2 separate regions of the Mus musculus genome follow, and region 2 is linked to region 1. Evidence: chromatin contacts called from public Micro-C data. All regions are on one chromosome and are shown on one strand. The core of a region is the stretch at or near the end of the contact, and the rest is flanking DNA. Distances in the headings are between cores, read along the strand shown.

Region 1 (4,042 bases), core at 581-3,080:
TTATGAAATTAAGCTGTTGACATTTTTGTGCACGGAAACCTCTGACCTGTCTTTGACAAGGATACTTTCTGCAGGTGAGCTGGGGTTTGACATGCCTGAGGTGTGGCATGGCGAAGGGTACCAAATACATTAGGATTCCTGCAGTGCGCCAAGAGAAAAGTAGGTTTCCTGGCTAAAACCATTTGGCTGAGGAGTGGCTGCCCCATACACACCTGTCTGCTTGGGAGAGTGGGGATGCTGGACAGCCAAGGGGACCTCATCATTTCCTCTAAATTCTCCACTTGGAACCGAACACTGGATGGAAGGTCCAACATCATGAAGGCCTTGACAGTCTGGTATGTGGATACGTGCCAGAGGAGGATGAGAACAGGAACACTGAGTGGGATTCTGGGGACACTGTAGGTAGGTGGGTGTGTAAATGATGGTGTGAGCTATGGGGCAGGTTGTAAAGTATTCCAGCCACTGAGGGTGGAGCTGTTTCTCAGACCCTATGGAAGCTAGAGGTGAGTGACCTGCTGGCTACCATGCTCTAGTACCCTCTTCTCTACCACATAAACACAATCTGAAGGAGCTGAACTCCTTGGCCCTGGGACCCCAGAGTGGCAGAAGAGAGCCTGCCAGAATCAAGTGATCTGCTTTTTTTCTCACGCTAGCACCCATCAGAGTATAGTCCCAAAGCTAGCTTGCATGAGCAGGAAAATTGGGCCAGGTGTGTGTAGGTTTTCAGGGGCTGGGCGAGAAGGGGAAAGAGTGATAAAGAACCTATAGCATCCGGGGACATCCGTTTACTTTGTCAATACTGTGGAGATACAGAGGACGGGAGGTGGCTGAGCGACAGGGCAGCGCCCTGTGGAGGTACCCCTCACTTCCACTGGAAGAAGTCGGGTAAGCACGGGTGCAGCGAAGGGCAGCGGATTACCTTGCTCCGGGCGCCCGGCACGCTGAGCGCCAGCTCGTGTAACAGCTCCCGGGGAGGCTCCTTGAGGTACCACCACTGAATCTCCAGCGAGTAAGAGGTGGCTCCGCTGGCCCGGAACGCGCAGGGCATTTCGATATCGTCACCCTCTCGCACGGTTACATCTTTGGGGACTTCGGTGAATGTAGCTGGGGGCGGGAGAGAGAGGCGTGACCAGGGGATAGGCGAGGTGGGGGTAGGGTTGGGAGAGCTTGGGGCTACCCGAGGCTGAGGCGGTCGGTCTCCTGCTACCGGGCCTTGGGCTCACCCACACTCCTGTCCCCAGCTACTAAGTGACCCTGGGCGAGAGGCTCCAGCAAAGTTCAGGGAGCAGCTGCAAAGGTGGCAGCGGGGGTCCGCCACTTGCTGCAGGCTACTCCCCTCCAGGTCGTGCAGGGTTTAGGGGAGGTAGGGCCGTATCACTGGAGCTGGGCTGGGAAGCGCCAACTCTGGCTTGCTGCAGGCCTCCTCTGCTTAGCGGGGACTGGGTGAAAGGACTCCCTAAGCGGACGCCACAGCTGCAGAGACCCTCTTCTGCGCTCGTGCTCCTACCCACTCCCAGCCTGGGTTGCACACCCGAATTGCTGGAGACCGTAAAGCCTGCCGCTTCCTTTCCTCCTCCGCGGTGGCCAGCGGGCAGACTTCCGTGGCCTTAGCAAAGGGTCCCCTGAGCCCATCGCGGCCGCGAAGTTCCCGCGCTCACCGTCGGCCACGAAGAGCAGCAGGCTGTGCAGTAGCAGAGGTAGCAGGTATCCGAGGGCGCCGAGCCGGTTCCGCTGTTCCATCTCCCGCAGGGTTGCGGCGGCGGCGGGGGCCCGGCGCGGAGAGGCGGCGGCGGCGGCAGCTTGGGCTCGGCTCCGGCTCGAGCTCCGGCTAGGACGCCTCGGAGCCTGCCATGGCCCCGCACGGCGCCCCCTCCCCTGGCCGCCGGCGGCCGCCAATCAGCCCAGCTTCCTTGCCGGCTGGCCCGGCGCGGCTCCGGCGGGGGGCGCTACGCGGGGGACGCAGGAGACGAGGTCCCTCCAGGAGGATCCTTCGGTCTGTACCTCCTTCAGTCCGGTGCTCCACAGGAGAATAGGGATCCGCAGTTCAGACTCTGGCGGGCGGGCCAGGAAACTGCCGGACTGCGCCAGGATCCATCCTTGGAGAAGGGAGTGAGTGCCTGTAAGGCACCAACGTCTGCCTCCTGGTCTCCTTCTGGCTGGGCTCCCGACTGCCACCTCCTCCGACTCCCGGGGAGCTCTCCCGCCGCCGCCCCCGCTGGTTTCTCCACCGCTCACTCTTCAAGGCGAGTGGGCGCTCAGCCGCGGCGTGCAGACCTGGCGTCCGACCGTAGCGCAGCGCGGGGAGAGCGGGTCCAGCGTGGCCGACCCGCAGCCCGAGAGAGGCGGGGAAAGGGGGGAGGGGAGAGGAATGGAGGGGGCGGTCAGTGGCTGGGTGGCGAGCAGCCTCCTCCACAGCATCACCCCCGCCCTCCTCTCGGAGTCCGCCCCGCCCCTACCCCGTCGTCCCCCACCTCCCGCCCCCGCCGCGGGGTCATTCGTAGCGACCACCATCTCTCTAGCTGCAGCGCAACCCCACCCCGCGTCTGCTTTGCTTAGGGGGTCCTCCCACCCAAACTCCTGGCTTCTTCCCAGTGTCCATCTCTGGAGACAGCTGCTCCACCCTGCTTTCTGTGTGTCCCCCACCCTCTCCGCAGCCCCCAGTGTCTCCAACTCCTTACCCAGGTTTGGACCACGAGCCACGCCACTCTTTGGCCCAGACCCGGGCCATGGCGGGTGGGTGGGCTCCAGGGGAATGCAAGAAGGGAGGAGTGCTATGTCCGGCCAGCAGCAAGACCAAGTGACAGTGAAGACTAGGAGTCCGCAGTGTGGGAACAAGAACTGAGCGTCCAGCGCCGGGCGAGCAGGTGCCTGTGGCGCGGAGCGCACCAGGGAGCCAGCAGGCAGTGGCCGTGAGTGACAGCAGAGGTGGTGCGGGTGGGGTGAAATGGGGAGCGCCGGGCACGACTCAGGGCTCAGGAGGTTTCTGGGTGGGGACCGTCTTCCTGCCCAGAGAGAGGGCTAGTCCCTGTGTCCTTGCAAGCAAGCTCTTCCTGGCCATTTCCCACTCTGTACCCAAAGCAAAGGGGATCCTCCAGCCCCCGGGTGGAAGCAGGCAGAGGTGGAGTACACGTTCCAGAGCCCATCCTCCACGCTTGCATCTTCTGTATCCCTGAACCTTCCCTGGCCTTCACCTAGAATGGGTCATATCTTTTAGCCACCTAGAGAGTTCAGTCTGCCTTCCTAAGGGGTGTGTGGGTGGATGAGATAGTTCAGTCCAGGCACAAGGGCTTGGGAGAGCCATAGAGCTCTCCTTGGGTCTCTCTCTTCCTCAAGGGATCCCCCAGCTAGTGGTCTGGTCTGGTCTCATTACTTGGCTTTATCTTAACTTATGGAGGCACATCCCAGTGAACTTCCCCTGAATGCTAGAGCTCTCCAAGTATCTCTGACAATGAGCTACTGGTTAGTGAAGACAGAAGACCAAAAAGGAAATAATTTCCCAGTGGCCACCCTTGTCTAAGACAACAGGAACACAGTTCCAGAGAAGAAGCTGGTAGCTCTTTGTAAGCTTTCCCCTCACCAGTGAGGACCACGGGCACTGCATTCTTCTGCCCCTCCTCTTCCTTATGTGGCCAATGGGTCATTTTCACCCTGTGGTCACTCGCTGATGCTCTGTGAGCAGAAAGCCTTGTAGACCTTTCATTCAGGGTCCCCATTGCCTGTTCCCTCTACATATATGTATACATACTTTGGCCTGCCTCCCCCTGAACATTCCACCACTCTTTAGAAACCACCATAGGTCTGTGAATGCAAGACCTTGCAGGTCTCTTGCCGTCCTCAGCTTTTGAAGGGAGGGGGCAGACTTGCATCGTGCTACACAGGAGGACCATGGCAGGTTTCTAAGGGAGCAGTTGGAGAATTGATTCCAAGCAGGGATATGATGACATGAGCTATCCCACTGTGCATTGGCTTGTTTGGAGAGGCAGTGAGTTTCTCTCCCAGTACCAGATTCAATCAAGGACTGATGGCCAGTGACCAGGCTTGC
Region 2 (4,342 bases), core at 1,099-3,598, 41 kb before region 1:
AAAAAGAGGAAAGGAGGGGAAAAGACAGGAAGACAGTAGTGGAGAGAGGGAAAGACAGAGGTACAAAAACATGCTTGCTTTTGTCTGGATTATAAGACCTGGCCTGCAAAGCCCTGAAAAAAACTGAACCAACGGACACAGAGAAAGGATGTGGTTTAGCAGTGGGCAAACAAGATGGCTCAATGGGTTAAGATACCTACCACCATTGCAAACTTTATATGCCCCAGTACAGGGGAATGCCAGGGCCAAGAAGCAGGAGTGGGTGGGTGAAGGAGCAGGGCGAGGGGGGGGGGAGTTATAGGGAACTTTCGGGATAGCATTTGAAATGTATATAAAGAAAAATATCTAATAAAAAAATCTTTCTCAAAAAAACAAAAAATAGATACCTACCACCAAGTCTGATGACCTGTCCCTGGGACTCACTTGGTAGTGAATGAATAACCACAAGCTGTTCTCTGACCTCCAAATACTTATGGTATGTAACTCCTGGCAAATGAATGTAATAAAAATTGTTTTAAAAAAAGTCTTTTTAAAGAATCATTTCAGTTTTTTAATCACGTATGTGCATCCATGTGGGTACGTGCCTATGAGAGTGAGTATCTAAGGAGTCCAGAGGTGTCAGATCCCCTAGATATGGACATACAGGTACTACTAAGATATGTGCTGGGAACTTAACTCAGGTCCCTTTGTAAGACCAGTAAGCGTTCATAACTTCAGAGCCATCACTCTAGCTCCCCCATCCCCAAAACATATCTTAGAAAATGTAGTGCAGTTGTTTTAGTCTACCTGAACAGTTAAGCTAGTGATTGCTCTTGAGAACATCCATCGAGTCTAACAGGCTTACAGACAGTAACTGACTCCTCACCTTCTAGTGGCTGGAAGGTGTAAGAAAAAGGCAGTGGAAGATTTACTTTCTGGTGAACCTCTTATCGACTCAACAGTAGTATCATCACATAGAACAAGAAGCCTCTCTCTCTCTCTCTCTCTCTCTCTCTCACACTCACACACACACACACACACACACACACACACACACACACCACTTCTACAGGGGTGAAAATCTTAAAAAGAGCTCTCTCCTGGTCTATTCACCCCATAGGGACTCCATTATAACCATCACCTGAAGAGGTAGGATTTCACATCTGAAATTTGGAAGGTTCTTAAACACTCAGATCCTAGAAGGCAGTCAGAATTTCTCTCTGGCTACCACCCCATCCTATGACAAATGAAATTTCACCCTTGGCTATCATGAAGCTGCTGCTGTCCTGATAAAGACCAGGATAACACTCAGCTGTTGGCTGGGGTCCACGGTACATGTACAGAGCCTGATTTTGACTATCCTGAGCAGGGGAGAATATCTGCTAATAGAATCATAATCAGGAGTTCATGGAAGTAACCCTAAGGGAGCTGAGTGAGTCAGACTGAAGAAGCCACAGTCAGGGCCTTAGAGAAGGACAGTCTGGTAGATGAGGTCGTCTTTACCAGGGCGTGTTTAGAAGCTGTTTCGTTCATTAGTGTGAACTCTAGCAGCACCTGGTAACATCTCTCAGATGGAGAAAGTAGGGGTATGCTCACACTTCCTCATTGTGGGCCCACTTCTTACTTAGCTGCAGAAAATGATATCATAATAATTACTCAAGAAAACACCAACTTTGTGTCATAGTGAAAGAAGAAGGGTGGCAAGACACTAAACCCTGCAAAGATCCTTGTTCTAGAACCAGGATTTTCTTGTGGGTAATTCCAAAAGAGCAGAGAACATTATCTTAGAAAAAGAAGAGCTAATAGATGTATTGTCAAGCTCACTCTTGTGGGATGCTGAGGTGGGGGCTTAGTTGCACACTGAAAATAAGAATACAAGGAAGCTCCAAGGCACCATTCTTACTTCTGTGTGTCCCTCTCTGTGGCTGATGGGGCATGGGGCTTAAAGGAGACCTTGGAAAGAAAAGCAGAGACACCAAGTGTGTCTGATTAATCTTTCTTTTGCACAGGAGCCTTGCTCAGTGCTCTAGAAGCTTCCATCCCAACAAGACTACAGTTGTAAATGCCTGAGAGGATGTCATACGTGTAACAAGAAGCATCTACTACAGTTGTAGCACATCTCAAGAACTAGTCTCTACCTACCATTTGGTCATGGGATCATGTAGACTGCAGGAATTTTGTGGATGCCCTGAAGGGGTGAGACCTTATCACAAGGTAATTTGCATATGACCTTCCATCTGAATTTCTCCATTGAATCTTTTTCCTTGATTTGTGTTTTGTTTATTTTTCTGAGGTTTGACCTTGCTATGTATATGTAGCTCATGCTATACTTGAACTTATAGCAATCCTCCTGCCTCAGGCTCCTGGATGCTGGAACTAGAGGCATTTGGCACCACACCTAGCTGTCCCTTTTATTCAAGAGAATAAGACTAGACAGCTCCTGTGCAAAAGAAAGATTAATCAGACACACGTGGTGTCTCTGCTTTTCTTTCATTGTCATTGACTAGACAGCTTAGAAACAAGCCAGGACAAAGTCTCCTGACTTGCTCATGGTTTTATGGATTTCATTCAATGGTTTGTAATCTATAGCAAGTGTTACTGTAGCATTCAGTCACCTTGCATCTGCTTAATAAAGTAAAACCAATTGCTAAAAATACTTCCTACTGGATAAATCATTTTCCTTGTCCCTGACTCATAAAATTTAAAAGGAAATGGGAAATATCTCATTTACTTGACTCATTCTAGTTTTCCACACAATCAACAAAGATTGAGACCTGGATTGCTCTGTTTCCTTGTAGTATCTCCACACAGCTGCCTTGTTCAGTTGTCTCCCATGGGTGCCTGTGCACAGAACAGCCTGGCTCTGGCAGGGAGAAAAGCTGGCGTTTGTTTCAGAGTTTTTCTTGTTGCTTCTGTTGTGGCATGCCCTCCTTACCCACCCATCTGTCTCTACCATGACAGTTAGCCTGTGGTTCACATGACACTGTCTTTCCCAGGATGCTGGAAACACTCAGTGCATACAACTCTCTTGGCTGACTCCACTGGGCATATGCTGCATGTCGCATCTCTTGTCCAGCAGTTTATTCATGTTCTTGATCTGGTTCTGAGACTCCTACACAGTCTGCCTTTGGCTCAGACAACCCAAGATTTTCTGGGCTTTGTCTCCATATTTCTAGACACCTCAGAAAGGCTTCCACTTCTGGTGACAAACACTTGTGAAAAAAAAAATATCATTGGGTTTTGCCCAAGTGTTGCTTGTAGGGAAGGCTGACTGCCTGTGTGTCTAACAGAACTCTCCAAACAGGGAGAGGCAGGAGGCTTGTGATGGCTCATCATCTCAAACAACACTTTTGCTCAGTCTGGGCAAGCACTGCTGTCCATGCTCCCCAGGGACCCCATCACAGTAAACTAATTCTCCTGAATTCCATTCTAAACTCGTTAACTATGTTTGCTGTAGTTCAACTTGAATTCTAGTTAACTGTTTATTCCTCGGCTTCCTTCATCGTGGAATTGAGGGAGGAGGCTTGGCTCATAGTCAGCAGTGTCTCCTGTTCAGGAAGTCATAATCTGTGTGATAGACGAATGCATGTCACTCTGCCCTAGCTCTCCATGGCCTTGTATGCCTATGTCCCTCGTGGCTGCTATCCCTGTCGTTCTTGGGCAAGATTTTGAATATACAATATGGTAAATGATCACCCAACACAGATAATGCCTCAGCCTTTCCACTTACAAAATCTGCTGGTTGCCACACTGAGCCATCCAGGAGGTGAGATTGAAAGTGATGTTTCTAGAAAGTGTCTTCCATGGAGTAAACGTGCTTGTGACAGCAGGTGGAGAGAGGTATCTTTACAGATTATAGTTGGAGTATGTGAAAATGTATTTTTAAATTAATTTTATTGTGTTGATCTTATTACAGAAATAAAAAATCTTTTTACAGAATAGGTGACCCTCAATCAGGCATATGATTCCATCTACCAGAAAAACATACCTTTTTATTTTTCTTTGAAGTGCTGGGCTTGGAAGCCAGAGAATTGTCTATACTAGGCACCTGTTCTATCATTAACCAATACACCAGTCCAAGAAAAAATTTTTAACACCTTGATATATAGATTTGCAAATCATTGTGTGCGTGTGTGCCTGTGTGTCTACATGGTTCTCTTTAAGAATTCAGGTCTTACTTAAAATCTGTTGTGAAAGATTTCTGTTAAAAGAAACTGTGAAGTGAACCCTTTGAGAGGGGAATCATTCTGTAGAATCATTTGTGCTATTGGTTCAAGTAAGACCTAGAGATCATTAACTATGATCAAGGGTAAGTGGGTGTTGCGATTGTCTCACAATCTGAAATTTTCTGTCTCTATCTCTG

What was found. Hi-C and Micro-C count contacts between places; a contact is called where the count stands out from the background.
Region 2: a contact with region 1 is called in a Micro-C map of trophoblast stem cells, with 3 times the contacts expected there. The contact joins the enhancer-like site here to the promoter of Vstm2b in region 1. A contact is called at or near these places in 3 of 39 promoter capture datasets (3T3-L1-derived adipocytes, the HPC-7 cell line and hippocampal neurons), 1 of 484 Hi-C or Micro-C datasets (trophoblast stem cells), 1 of 115 datasets of contacts at active chromatin or transcription factors (embryonic stem cells) and 3 of 9 other capture datasets (adipose tissue, liver and pancreatic islet).

Annotation. Positions count from the first base shown.
Region 1 is chr7:40,897,066-40,901,107 of GRCm38.p6, reverse strand. It overlaps Vstm2b (V-set and transmembrane domain containing 2B), which reads right to left and starts at 1,830. Exons shown (of 5, transcript NM_021387.3): 1 at 1,659-1,830; 2 at 920-1,104. The coding sequence starts at 1,740. A230077H06Rik (RIKEN cDNA A230077H06 gene) reads left to right here and starts at 2,784. Exons shown (of 5, transcript NR_040329.1): 1 at 2,784-2,909.
Region 2 is chr7:40,938,302-40,942,643 of GRCm38.p6, reverse strand. No RefSeq gene overlaps it. Among named protein-coding and RNA genes, the nearest start is that of Vstm2b, 41 kb to the right of the region's middle. Within about 2 kb of position 2,348, at least 5 of the 459 cell types and tissues checked have an H3K27ac peak or open chromatin away from gene starts, as enhancers often do. A contact at or near this core is called in trophoblast stem cells, where this site is marked.